2 separate regions of the Zea mays genome follow, and region 2 is linked to region 1. A link is a contact called in public Hi-C data. All regions are on one chromosome and are shown on one strand. Each heading gives the region's core, a stretch centred on a gene start, on an enhancer-like site or on the middle of the called end of the contact. The rest is flanking DNA. Distances are from core to core; before and after follow the strand shown.

Region 1 (6,580 bases), core at 3,618-6,117:
ACATTTAACCTTCTATCTACAAGTATAAAGATATACACGAGCTAGATTACCTGCAATGAAGGAATTCCCATAGAAGGTTATCGAGCTCTTGCCATGCTCAGTGTCAACAGTTTCTCTGCCAATCCGGTTGGAAGCAACAAGAGGGACCTGGATAATTCAAGCTGAAATCATAACGCGACCAGAGAAGTGGATGCTTCACCAGTATCACTTAGAGGAACAACAAAGAAACATCTTTGTTGTTCCTCAATGAAGGTCATAGCGCATCATGAACTTGTACAATACAACAAACAGTACCAAGTTGGCACCAGCATGGCCTTGCATAACCCGCTTCCAATGTTCACGGGAATCCAGGTTACAATCCTGGGGTTCGGATCCAATTGCAGTGGGATAAAACAGTATTTCAGCCCCCAGAAGTGCCATTGCTCTTGCACACTCTGGAAACCACTGATCCCAGCAGATTCCTACAAGGTCAAGAATGATGACATTAGAGTTATGATCGATATTAAGTCGTATTAATTACTATTAGTGCTACTGTACTTAAACTAAATAAGAGCCTATAACACTGCAGAACATAAATAACTTACCAACACCAATGGTGGCATACTTGGTTTTGAAAGCCTGCGTCAATAGCAGTAAATGCATTTAAGTGAACTTTTGCTTATATCAATGACAATTAAAAGTCACATCGTATACATCTATATTTTTTTGCCAGGAATATATATAAAGTTATAGAACAGGAATCACCTTAAAGCCAGTGTCACCGGGGTTGAAATAAAACTTCTCTTGATATCCTGACAAACAGAAGCGGCTTTATAGATGAGATAACCCAATGTATGGCAGAACAGGAAAAGCCTATTGACCTTACCTGGTCCATCTGGAATGTGTGATTTGCGATAGAGTCCAAGATCAGCGCCATCAGCATCGATAATAGCCACCGAATTATAATGTGCATTGTTTGCTTCTTCGAAAAAACTGACAGGTATGACAACTTCCAGCTCCTTTGCAAGCTGTTGCATCCTATGGACCATGAGGGGCAAAGCTGCCTAAATGCCAAAGAAATAGAATACATGTTTTTATTGACTGCTGACAGGAACAAGCATGTCTACCTTATAATAGTTGGATTGCCTTTGTAAGGCTTAGCGCGCCGAAAGAAATCCAGTCTTTGAGCTTGGCAGAAATAGTGCCCCTCAAACAATTCCTAGGACATTTAAGAAATATGAGGGAGAGATTGAATAAAAAATTTAAGGAAAACGGAAACGAGAATATCTGTCCAAACTCCTATGCCCTTTCTGCTTTCAGTTTTGAAAAGAAGCATTGCAATTAAAATCTTGATGATCCATAGCTATCACATAAATTTACCTGAACGAGTACAATCTTTGCACCTTTCTTGTGTGCTTCTCTAATCAACCTGTAAAACAAGTGATCAGTCCCTAAGCTTTCATGATTTTTCAGCAATGTAATTTAAATCTGGGTGAATGTGGGTGTGTGCTGAGTGTTGTACATCCAACTTTCTTTTTTAATGAAATGACATGTAGCTCTCCAGCATGTTTAAGCAAAAAAAAAAAAAACAGAGTGATAGCTAAAACTGAAAAACATGTATTCCCTGTTATTTTAAGTAAAATAATTCCAATGGTGGATGTCTAAATCTCCTAGGGTAGTCAGAATATATTTCTTATTCTAAATCTTGTAAAAGTTCTAAAACTGCTGAATTTTGAACACACAAGATGATGTAATACTGACCAAAACAAGTTCTAAAACTTGTGACTTAATGACTGACTATCCAGCAGAGAATGGCAGTGAAAGTAAATGAACGCCACATTGACACTAATGGCGAGTACTAGATCAAAAGAAACAATAAAAATTTAGAACATCCACCAAGCTCATAACAATAAAAAAGCTTTGTCACAAAAAAATGCACTCAACTAAAGCTACGACTCAAAATATGCTACATGTATGGAAATGAAGTAGCAAGGGGAAGTAACAGAAAATCAGAAACAGAGTAAGTTCAAGAAATTCCATCCAGCAAGATAAACAATACTGTTGTTATGATGCACCAACATGGGGTGCAAGAAATTTGCAATTGCAAATGAAGTGAAGAGTGAAGACAAGACAAATTTTGGAATTCGGGGTTTTGTTTTTCACTAAAATATATAATCAAAACAAAGTATAGTGCATCCAACTGGGTTTCCTACAAAGCTTTCCTAGAAAAGTGGCACAAGAGTTAAAACTGCAGAGGGTGGAAAACTGACACATCAAGCATATCGTTGCTAATTTACCAAGATGTGCTTCGGTTTGAAAACTTGGCTAAGGGGGTGTTTGGGAGTGAAGTTTTTTCAAAGTTTTGGAAGAATACTGCAGTATTCTCAAAAACTGTAGTATTATATACCAAAAGGTGTTTGGCAAGCCAGCTAAATCTCTGTTTTCAAAACTAAAGTATTACAAATACTGCAGTTCTTTTGAAGTATTCTAAACTTAGGTTTATACCTCAGTTTTCTCTGTATACTGTAGTATTTCAAAAACTGTGGTTTCCAAAAACTTTGTTCCCAAACAGGACCTAAATTGTAGACAGGAACCAAGTCTGCAGTGTTTTTTCGGTGGAGACCATACAACTACAGAAACAGGCTTGGAGACAGACTTTTTACTTTACTGTACTAGAATATAGGAGAGCTTGTACCATAAGTAACCCAAATCCCAACAGCTGAACAAGCAGAAACATAGTATCATTTAACTTGTTATTGGGATTCCCCAAGAAGCCGTCAGAAATGCATAAATGAGGATTAAGTAGCTGATACAAATGGTTATGTAAGACTGTATTGAAGGATTAATACATGAATGCATACTTTAGGCCCTGTTTGGAATCGTAGTATTTTTGCAGTTTTGAAACAATACTATGGTATTTGATGATACTATAGTATTGGAGCTCAAAAGGTGTTTGGTTTGTATAGTCAAAACTCAGTTTTAAATACCATGGTTTACGCAAAACTATGGTATTTTTGGAGTTTTTGAAACTCCACTCATGACCTCGGTTTTCTTCTTTTCTCTCTACATATACTTTGTTTTTCCAATAGAACCAAACAGATCTCGGTTTTGAGCAATACTATAGTTTTACTGTGGTAAAGTAATACCGTAGTATTTTTGTCATGTACAATTGTAAACTATGGTATCTCAAAACTACATTATTTCAAAACTGCATTCCCAAGCAGGCCCTTAATTGTATTAACCAAAAGCACAGCATCTCAAGCTACATAACCGAATCCAGACACCAAAGCAGATGCCTCAATAATTCACTGCAAGAGTAAAGTAGCTGACAGAAAAAAGAATGGAGTTGAGAATAAAGTAGCCGACAGGATTGTCCGATCCAATGTGTAGGTACACGGAAGTTATGATATAAGATCTTTATAGTTTTATCAGAGGTGATTTTGTACTAAAATTTTTATAGCGGATTCGAATTACATGTAGAAGATAATAATAGGGGCCGTACGTGATAACTACTAGCTACTACGAAATCGGTTATCAGGATAGATACTTGATGGTAAAAATAAAGACACAAAAGTCAATGAGAGGAACTACTTGTGGCACCGGTACCGAAAGCAAACTCGAGCGTGCAAATCAAGCACTAGGGGTGCGCATCCAGTGCAGGTTTCATCAGTATAATAAACCATCACGAACCAACCCCTTGTTAGCAGCAACCGCTGACACCAGGACCACGTGCTACTGAGCATGATAGGAGGGCGTTAGACATCACAACTCCAGCAAACTTGCACGTCTGCGAGACCGCGAGTAGACTGAACGGCTAGGAGTTCGGCTTCTCGGGGGGAGAGGGAATCAGGTGCGGTGTTAACTTAGGGATGTAGGCGGGCAGGCGGGCGGGCAATAGCAAACCTCTCGGCGGTGGCGACGTTCTCCGCCTCGACGTCGGTGCAGGCGAACTGCACGGCGGCGACCGCCACCTTCCTCCCCGCGGCTGCAGCCATCCTCCTCTCCTCCCCTCCCCTCCGCGCGCCTTCCCACTTCACCTACCCCTCACCTGACCTGAGTTGGGACTTGCGACTTGCGACTTGCGACTGCTGTGGTCTCAAGCAAGCAGAGAAATTCGCGATTTAACCCTCCCCCTCTCCTATTCTTTTTTTTCTGAAAACACCCTGCTCCAACCCTAAACCCAATACAATTTCTACAACCTGATTCTTCACTTGCTGTCTGGGGAGGGAGCAGATGTGAGCAATCTTATCAGCAGGACGGCGGGGAGCGGTGACAACTGAGTCTCGACTCTCGAGTGTGTGCACAGAGTAGGGGGGAAAAGGCAGGGAAGAAAGAAAATGGCAGGGGGTGTTCAGAAAAAGAATAGGAGAGGATGGGAGGGGAGGGAGGGGTAAATCGGAAAATAAACATATACCGTTGGATTGACATCTAATGGACGTGGATGGCTGCTTTCACGTCTTGCACAAATGCATATAGCAGGGGAGGTCGCCGAGAAATAAAACCGTCAGTTGTAAGGAGAAAAAAGGCGCCGCCCTGGGGCCTACCGTTGTTGTTGTTGACTTGTCTTGGTATAAGGCAGTCCTTCTTTGATGGGCCACAGGGCCAGTGCTATGCAAGGCTTTGATGGGCTTGATTGGGCCAGAAAAGAACCAGAAACAGGAAAGAATACAAGCGTAGTGCTGTGCCTGACTGCCTGTGCTTCCGTCGCGGTTTCACAAAACCGTGTTCGCTCTCGGGCTCGGCTCATCCTTATCCTCTCACGTGGGAATCTGGCAGGTTCGGAGCATCGGCCTGACACTGACAGACCCTCCCTCCTATATACTATAGTACAAGATAGAGATAAGGCGTACCGATCCGGTTTAAAAGATCCGCTACTAGTGTCACCGGCAACGTGTCGACGCGGTCGTGTGTGTTCCTGGTGAGGAAGCGAACCCTGCCTGCTTACTTGCCGGGCAAGAAGTGAGAACAGCGTGGGGTGCGGAAGCGACCGGACCGGGGATGGCTACAAGAAGGACCGTGGCGGCGAGCGTTACTGCCCAGCGGCCTGCGTGGGCGGCCGTGGCGAGGAGGATGGAGGGCGTGTCGCGCTACTTCAGCGACAAGGCCTCCGGCAGGCTGCTCAGCGAGGAGGAGCGCGCCGCCGAGAACGTCTACATACAGGTGACCGGTTGCCTACTGAGTACTGACTGACTGATTATGTGTGGTCGGGTGCGATCGTTTCGCGTTTCGTCCTGCTAGACTGAGTGAGTTGATCGAATTGGGGATTCGTTTGAGTAAAGCAGAAGATGGAGCGGGAGAAGCTGGAGAAACTGAGGAGGAAGGAGGACAAGGCCAAGGCCGAGGCGGCCAAGAGGGCCGCCGCCGCCGCCAGAGGCGACACGAAGGTAAATATATAGGCGTGCGTAATCCTCCATTCTGCCTAGAACGTTGCTGGATTATGATATTCGTGTTCGTCACTTATATGTACGTGCCCTTGTCGGGTTTTTTTTTGTTTTTGCCAGAATGGTGAGGAGGCTCATCCGAGCTGATTGATCATCGCAAAATCAGACCGGTGCTCCCGTGAATCCTGTGATGCTGTACTACTGATGACACGTAGATGCAAATAGACGCCGTCGTACTAGGTACTACTCTGCATGGAGAGGAACGTTTGCTCTCTTTTGCAACTCTGCTCGTCGTGTCGTGTGTAATCCCATCCCTGTCACGGTTGTGAACTTCGCTTGTAGCTAGCGACGGTTTTGCCTTGCCTTGTCCCTTGTCGGTGCAACTGGAGTGGAGTGGAGGCGTCCTTGAGCCTCTTCCATGTACATAGGTTGTCAATAATAATAATGAATAAATGTAGTCCCCTCGTCGAAAACAATAAAAAAAGGTCCCAGAAGAGTGGATATCTCGCTTTGGCATGGGTCCCGACTTTTTTAAGTTTATACCTATCAACAATGTGTTTAAACCGCAAAACTTTTAATTTTAAAATATATTAAAGCGCTATTTGTCGTGAAGAGTTTACTCAGTCAATATTATGACCGACTAAACATTGCTCAGTTACCATCGGTAGGAACATGATTTGACTTACGATAAATTTAGATCCCTTATTTTTACGACGGAGGTTAATAAAGTAGGTAGTATTGCGTACCCACTCAGCTAGATCCAGACCTGGTGTCGTTAGTTGTTAACCTCCGTCGAGCCTGCAATGCAAGTCCAGACCATTCCTCCACCACAGAATGCACTGCTCGACTGGAGTGATTTGTTTTGAATCAGCCTGGTGCCTTGTGCATGTAATCGTGTGTTTTGCTACTACTAGTAGTCTAGTACCATAGCATAGGAGTACGCTCTCCTTTTTGGACATATGGTGGTGGTATCAGCCTAGAGGATACGGAACTAACGATCTGTCAAAAGTAAAACAGAAGTAAACAGCAAATGGGTCCATAGCTCAGTGGTAGAGCAATCGACTGCAGATCGATAGGTCTCCGGTTCGAACCCGGATGGGCCCTTATTTGTTTCACTCTTTTTTTTAATACCAAACGTTCGATGGTTTAGCGCCTCATGAGCTAAAGCGGAAGAGTTTTTAGTTACTTTTAGCTTCTAAAGAGGAGCTAAATTTTAGTTA
Region 2 (6,690 bases), core at 2,940-5,439, 350 kb after region 1:
TCCTACGTCCAATTTAAATATGAAATTGAATTTGTCAAATTATTACAATTATCAATCACTGAAAGGTGGAACAAACCACCACTGTCATAAGCTTTACAAATAAACAAACTAAATTTTGAACCAATAAACTTGTTCGACTCAAATACTAACATAAAGCCACCACGATATAAAAAAGAACTACTAATAAGGTTCCTATTTATTTCAAGGTCGTGATGCACATTATTTAAAGAGTCTTTCTACAAGTCAACTTCATATAGACTCTTCTTATTCCTTGTACAGCAACCATTGACCTATTGCCCATCAAGGTGGCGTTATTGTTGGTAGCCTGATAAGAACAAAATAAATTTAGATCAAAACAAACATATACATTGGCTCCAATGTCTAACCATCAATCGATGGATTGACATGCTAAGAGAATTTCACAAACATACTCAAAATTCTCAGCATCAGCAATAGCCACATTTGCATTTTTTTTGCCATCACCTTTCTTGCCTTTCCTATTGCGGCATTTCCTAGCTATATGACCAGGTTCACCGCACACAAAGGAAGTCAGATCTATAAGGTTTTTTTATTCTTCTTAAAATTAGTGTTTTGCTTGGCCTTTGTTTCGGTTCTTGTTTTTGTTTCTTCCAAGAGATTTACCTTCCACCACGTTGGCACTAGAGGTGTCACTATCCATTGAACCAGAATAAGGCACATCCTTAGATCTCGCCTTCTTATCAACATCAAGAGTGATAATTAGACTTTCAATAGTCATTGCCTCCTTGTGTTTGAGAGTCATGACAAAACTCCTTCAAGTTGGAGGTAGTTTGGCAATGATGCCACCAACCATGAACTTATTAGGCAAGACACAGTCAAAGTGTGCAAGAAGCTGGATTTCATGAGCCTGATCCATGACAGAACGTTCATCGACCATCATGTATTCATGGTATTGGTTATTAATATAAAGTTCACGTCAACATCTGATTCTGCATATTTTCAGTCTAAGGCCTCCTATTAACATCACTTAGATGGGGTGAATAGGTGATCCTCCAAAATTATTACTAAAAACAACAAACTTAATATAGAATAAGAGTTAGTGCAATATAAATCAAGTTTGAGATAAGAACAGAGAAAAGGTCCTCTTCACTTAATTGCTCTTTTAAGATGTGAATTATACTTTGAGTAATATCACAAGTGAATAGATAGAACTTAGGAGGAGAGAAAATCATAAGAAAGTAAAAATACGGGTGAGACAGACGATTTTTATTCTGTGGTTCAGACAAGCCTACATTTGTAGTGTCCTCTTTTGGACAAGGGTTGCACTCAACTCCTCTCAAGTGATCACGTAGTAACAAACATAACGTACATACAAACATGAGTTTATTGCTGTTATCGGCAACATATTTTCCACGAAACAGACAAAAAGCGTATTGTCATATCAAACTAATCAAAAGGGTCAATCCGTGGATCATGCTCACTTGCCATCGCCATTCCTGTGCACAAGCACGTCGGACACATCACCTGGGAAACATGGAGATGAAACAATAAAGTAAATCCATACTTTATGGAGGCAAACATGTAACTAGAGGAAGATGATATGGATTGCTCTTCCTAATCTGCAACCAGGAATTTCAATATGCACTACCATAAAAACTCCATGCAACACTTTTTAGTTCGATCAAGATTCAGACTATCTGAGTGCAGCATTGAATTTAAACATTAAGACGTATTTGATCTGCGGTATCACCTCATCATTTAACCTAAAGGCGGTACGCCAAGTATGATAAACCTTTTCTATTGTTCAAATCTTCTAGAATGGATCAAACTGACTATTGTGAAACACAAAGGCAATATACAGAATACCTTTCCAGCTCCAGAACAATTCTGACACCTTCCTTTCATTGACCACATATTATGCCCCAATAATGAAAACTGCTTTGTGTTCAATAACATCCCACTAGCAGAACAGCGAGCACATGGCAAGTACCCTATATCGCAGAAGCACGATCAGTCATGAGAGTAAATGTAAGGCTCAGGCTAGGTATGTTTGGATCAGGTAGTGAAAAGTATTTTGTTTGTACCAGTCCCATGGCAATATGTGCATCTTTTCTTCTCTTGCTGCCTGACATTTCTCACTTCGACCAACATTAAAGCTGAGATAACACCAACTGCGCCACCTGAAAATGATGCCACTATAGGATCTACCTGACTGAACAGCACAGCCAACAAAAATGTATCAAACAGTTTTCTAAGTACTGCCACATTAATTCACTATAAGAGATAGGTTCTTCAAAGCACCTCAATTGAAGAGGTAAGTGCAAGGTCCTTATAAAATCTTCATAAGATGTGCCACCCAGCCCTAGTTTCAGTTCAAGCTGCATCAAAAGGCATCTCTTTAGGAAAACCTAATATATGACCTAATACTGATAAGAGATTCTGGTAAAAATAATAGGGAGGTGCAACCACAAAGTGACACATGTACTTACTACTGGGGCTATCAAGCCTCCAAAAATGATTATCCCAGATATGACAGAGAACGATGTCATATAGAGTTGCTTCATAGTCTTTGGTGACTGTTTTGGGGAAACAAAAGGACAAGTTAATAGAAGCTAGAAGAACCACAGATGATAATGTGATAATTTCTCAAAAAATAGATGAGTGCTGTTGGTCACCGCATCAGGCATAAATGGAATAGTTGATGGAATCTCAGGCATTTCATTTCCTTCAGTGTTGGCATCTTTGCTTTCAGAAGTTCGGATACGCTGCTGCACTCGCAACCGTCTAACCTGATTAAATTTTCCATACAGAAAACTTCACCATGGTGTCTTAGCAAAGCTACAAATAGATAGCTAGAACTGGACAAATGAAACACACAGTGTTCAAAACTGAAAACCTCTTCCATCAGAAGGAAAATTTTGTTGCGTCGGCTCATGATGTTGTCTTCAATCTCCTGCGATTGCATTTGAGCAAAGTCCTCGATCGTCTCTGGACCTTCAATTATACAGAAGCTGTAGAAAAGAAACATGAATGATCCTGTAAGGCTGAGCCAGAACGGATTAGCATACTTATTGTTCAACTAAGCTCCCATAGAAAGATATTGAAGCTTAATCTACTAGCACACCAATTAGGATTGTTAGCTTTTGCTTTTTAATACTCCTCCACTACAAGGTTAATAATGTAGTACAGATCTATCAGTTTGATCTGGTATATAAATATCTTCTTTATGATATATTTCTAATATATGATATGAATATATCTCGCTGGATCTTTGATGCGATCTTCCCTCTAAGGTGTAAGCTCTACTTTTAGAACTAGAGCAGGAGGCTCGGAATCGAAATATCTTGGGAAGATGTCCCTAGCAAATGTCCATTAGAATTGGATATGCTGTAAGCTAAACTGGGACTATGGGGGTGTTTGGTTTCTAGGGACTAATGTTTAATCCCTTCATTTTATTCCTTTTTAGTCTATAAATTGCTAAATATAGAAACTAAAATAAAGTTTTAGTTTCTATATTCGGTAATTTTTGAATTAATATAAAATAAAATGTAGGGACTAAACATTAGTCCTTAGAAACCAAACAACCCTTATATCTTCCTAGTAAGCAGCTTGTTGTGCAAAAAGTCTTAAACTTCACGAGTGGATGCTAACGCTACCGCCGCCGCTGCCACCAAACGATAACTCAAAGCTCAACAACAACCCCGTCTCTCGAACCATTTTGTAACTGAAAAAAGGGGGATTTCGACAGCGAATTAAGGTGAAGCAACCTGGAAAGGCCGCCGTCCCCGGACGCCCTGGACTCGCCAGCTGGGGAGCACCGCAGCAGCGCCAGCTGCCGCCGGCCGCACCCGGCTTCTCGCCCTCCAGTCCCCCGCACCGCGTAATGCAGGCCCCGGCACGGCGAAGGCGAGCGCAAAGGAGCGGCGGCGCGGAGCATGCGCTCCCCCGCCTTTGGCGGTGCAGCCGGCGGCGCCGCGAGGCAGGACATGGCCGGCCAGACCAGCGCCGCGTGGCTGCTTGGTCGCGTGGAAGCGTCCGTGACGGATTTGGATAGGCGACGGCCGGCGAAGAGGGTCGGGTACACCGTTCACGGGGGAGGGGACGTTACGCCCTACGCCGTTACTGCGTTACCGCGGGTACATGACAAATGTGGAAAGCCGAAGCATCTCGCGACAGCGGGCAGCGGCATCGGGATTTCCTTCGTTGACGCGCTGCAGGGTGTGGGTGGAAGATTGAAAGTTTGCCCACATAGATATACTTACCTCGTGTTAAAATATAGTTATTTTTAGTTTATTTTTTTTATCTATATTCATTCAAATAACGATGAATATAGACATGCATAAAAACTACATATGTACATTCATATGTTACTTAATAAATATATAATTAGTCTAAAATAAATTATATTTTTGTCGGCGTTTCGGACCCGCGAGAACCGTCAACCGACCAGTGAATTTATTGCTGTGTGCCCCTGCCCAGATGGGTTGATGCAAGATGGAACACAAGAGAGGGAATGAGGCTTATATTACCTTGCACCAGGGTGCTCGTAGTAGATAGGGATGTCAATTGGACGGGTAGTACACGGATATATAGTTCGCGAATCCATACCCGCGAGACAAAACTCAACCCATACCCATACCCGTACCCATAAACGTTTGTGGGTATGGATTTGTATCCATACCCGTACCCGTCGGGTATTCGCTCTCCAGTGGATACCCGTTACCCGCCCGCCCACTACAATTTTAGCATACAACACCAAACAACAATTTTATCATATTTCGAAATAATTATCATTTCAGTAGTGTCGGCGTTTCGAACCCGGGGGGTCCCTGGACCGACGAGTAAATTGTCGTCGCGTGCCCCAGCCCAGATGGGTCGGCGCGAGACGGAGCGCGAAGGGGGGAGAGAAGCCAGAGGGAGACAGACGTAAAAGGGGAAACCCACGGCCTTCGTGTTTGTCCCGCGCCCAGGTCGGGTGCGCTTGCAGTAGGGGGTTACAAGCGTCCACGCGGGAGGGAGCGAGCGGCTTACGCGAGCGTCGTCCCGTCCTTCCCCGCGCGGCCAACCCTCTATAAGAGGGCCCTGGACCTTCCTTTTATAGGCGTAAGGAAAGGATCCAGGTGTACAATAGGGGGTGTAGCAGTGTGCTAACATGTCTAGCGGAGGAGAGCTAGTGCCCTAAGTACATGCCGTCGTGGCAGCCGGAGAGGTTTTGGCACCCTGTTCGTGTGATGTCGTGGCCGTCGGAGGAGCGCTGGAGCCTGGCGGAAGGACAGCTGTCGGGGCTGTCGAGTCCTTGCTGACGTCTCCTTGCTTCCGTAAGAGGGCTGAGAGCCGCCGTCGTCATGGAGCATGCGGGGTGCCATCATTACTTGTTTACCGGGGCGAGCCAGATGGGACGCCGGTCTTGTTCCCCGCAGCCAGAGCCAGCTAGGGGTAGGGTAATGATGGCCCCTCCTGTGACGTGGTCGGTCCGAGCCCTGGGTTAGGCGATGCAGAGGCTCCTCCGAGGTCGAGTCTGTCTTCCGAGGCCGAGGTCGAGTCCGAGCCCCTGGGTCGGGCGAGGCGGAGACCGTCGGCTGAGGCCAGGGCTGAGTTCGAGTCCGAGCCCTGGGTCGGGCGAGGCGGAGCTTCCTATGGCGCCTGAGACCGGACTTGGCTGCTGTTAGCCTCACTCTGTCGAGTGGCACAGCAGTCGGAGCGGCGCGGGTGACGCTGTCCTCTTGTCAGGCCGGTCAGTGGAGCGGCGAAGTGACGGCGGTCACTTCGGCTCAGTTGGCTAAAAGGCGCGCGTCAGGATAAGGTGTCAGGCCACCTTTGCATTAAATGCTCCTGTGATATGGTCGGTCGGCGTGGCGATCGGGCCAAGGTTGCTTCTTGGTGAAGACTGGGCCTCGGGCGAGCCGAAGGTGTGTCCGTTGCTTGAGGGGGCCCTCGGGCGAGACGTGAATCCTCCGGGGTCGGCTGCCCTTGCCCGAGGCTGGGCTCGGGCGAGGCGAGGTCGTGTTCCTTGAGTGGACCGAGCCCTGACTTAATTGTACCCATCAGGCCTTTGCAGCTTTGTGCCGATGGGGGTTACCAGCTGAGATTAGGAGCCTTGAGGGTACCCCTAATTATGGTCCCCGACACTAGCCCCCGAGCCTCGAAGGGAGTGTTAATACTCGCTTGGAGGCTTTTGTCGCACTTTTTTGCAAGGGGACCAGCCTTTCTCGGTTGCATTTTATTCCGGTGAGTGCGCGCGAGCGCACCCGCCGGGTGTAGCCCCCGAGGCCTCGGAGGAGTGGTTTGACTCCTTTGAGGTCTTAATGTGTTTCACGATGCTTCGGCCGGTCTGGTTGTTCCCTCATGCGAGCTGGCCGTAGCCCGGGTGCACGGTCGGGTCCCACGTTCTCGGGCCGGTATGTTCACGCTGTCAACGGTTTGGCCGGAGCCGGGTTTCGAGAGCAGCCTCCGAGCCTCCGCACAGAGCGAGAGGACGGTCAAGGACAGACTCGACTTTTTTACATACGCCCATGCGTCGCCTTTCCTCAAGGAGGAGGGGGGGGGGGAAAGCGCCATGTTGCCCTTGGAGGGCGCCGAACATGGTGTCTCCAGTGAGCTACTGACGGGTAATCCGAGTGGACGCCCGTGCCCCATTTGTTAGGGGTCGGCTAGAGGCCCGGAGGCGCGCTCCAAAAGTACCTGCGGGTGGTCTGCCGGACCCGGTCACCT

Evidence for each region. A called contact is a pair of places that touch in the nucleus more often than the background predicts.
Region 2: a contact with region 1 is called in a Hi-C map of bundle sheath, with 2.6 times the contacts expected there. The contact joins the promoter of LOC100275820 here to the promoter of LOC100282243 in region 1. A contact is called at or near these places in 4 of 25 Hi-C or Micro-C datasets (bundle sheath, endosperm, leaf and 1 more).

What each region holds. Positions count from the first base shown.
Region 1 is chr5:172,534,693-172,541,272 of Zm-B73-REFERENCE-NAM-5.0, forward strand. It overlaps LOC100282243 (ATPase inhibitor), which reads left to right and starts at 4,868. Exons shown (of 3, transcript NM_001155155.2): 1 at 4,868-5,139; 2 at 5,262-5,363; 3 at 5,481-5,844. The coding sequence starts at 4,978. The coding sequence ends at 5,507. It overlaps LOC100282130, which reads right to left and starts at 4,219. Exons shown (of 9, transcript NM_001368938.1): 1 at 3,883-4,219; 2 at 1,360-1,408; 3 at 1,107-1,198; 4 at 866-1,017; 5 at 745-791; 6 at 585-618; 7 at 295-461; 8 at 51-147. The coding sequence starts at 3,974. TRNAC-GCA (transfer RNA cysteine (anticodon GCA)) reads left to right here and starts at 6,393; the gene lies at 6,393-6,464.
Region 2 is chr5:172,883,299-172,889,988 of Zm-B73-REFERENCE-NAM-5.0, forward strand. LOC100275820 reads right to left here and starts at 4,190. Exons shown (of 8, transcript NM_001149814.3): 1 at 3,747-4,190; 2 at 2,876-2,990; 3 at 2,655-2,768; 4 at 2,469-2,555; 5 at 2,281-2,357; 6 at 2,064-2,191; 7 at 1,846-1,970; 8 at 1,196-1,503. The coding sequence starts at 3,967. The coding sequence ends at 1,426.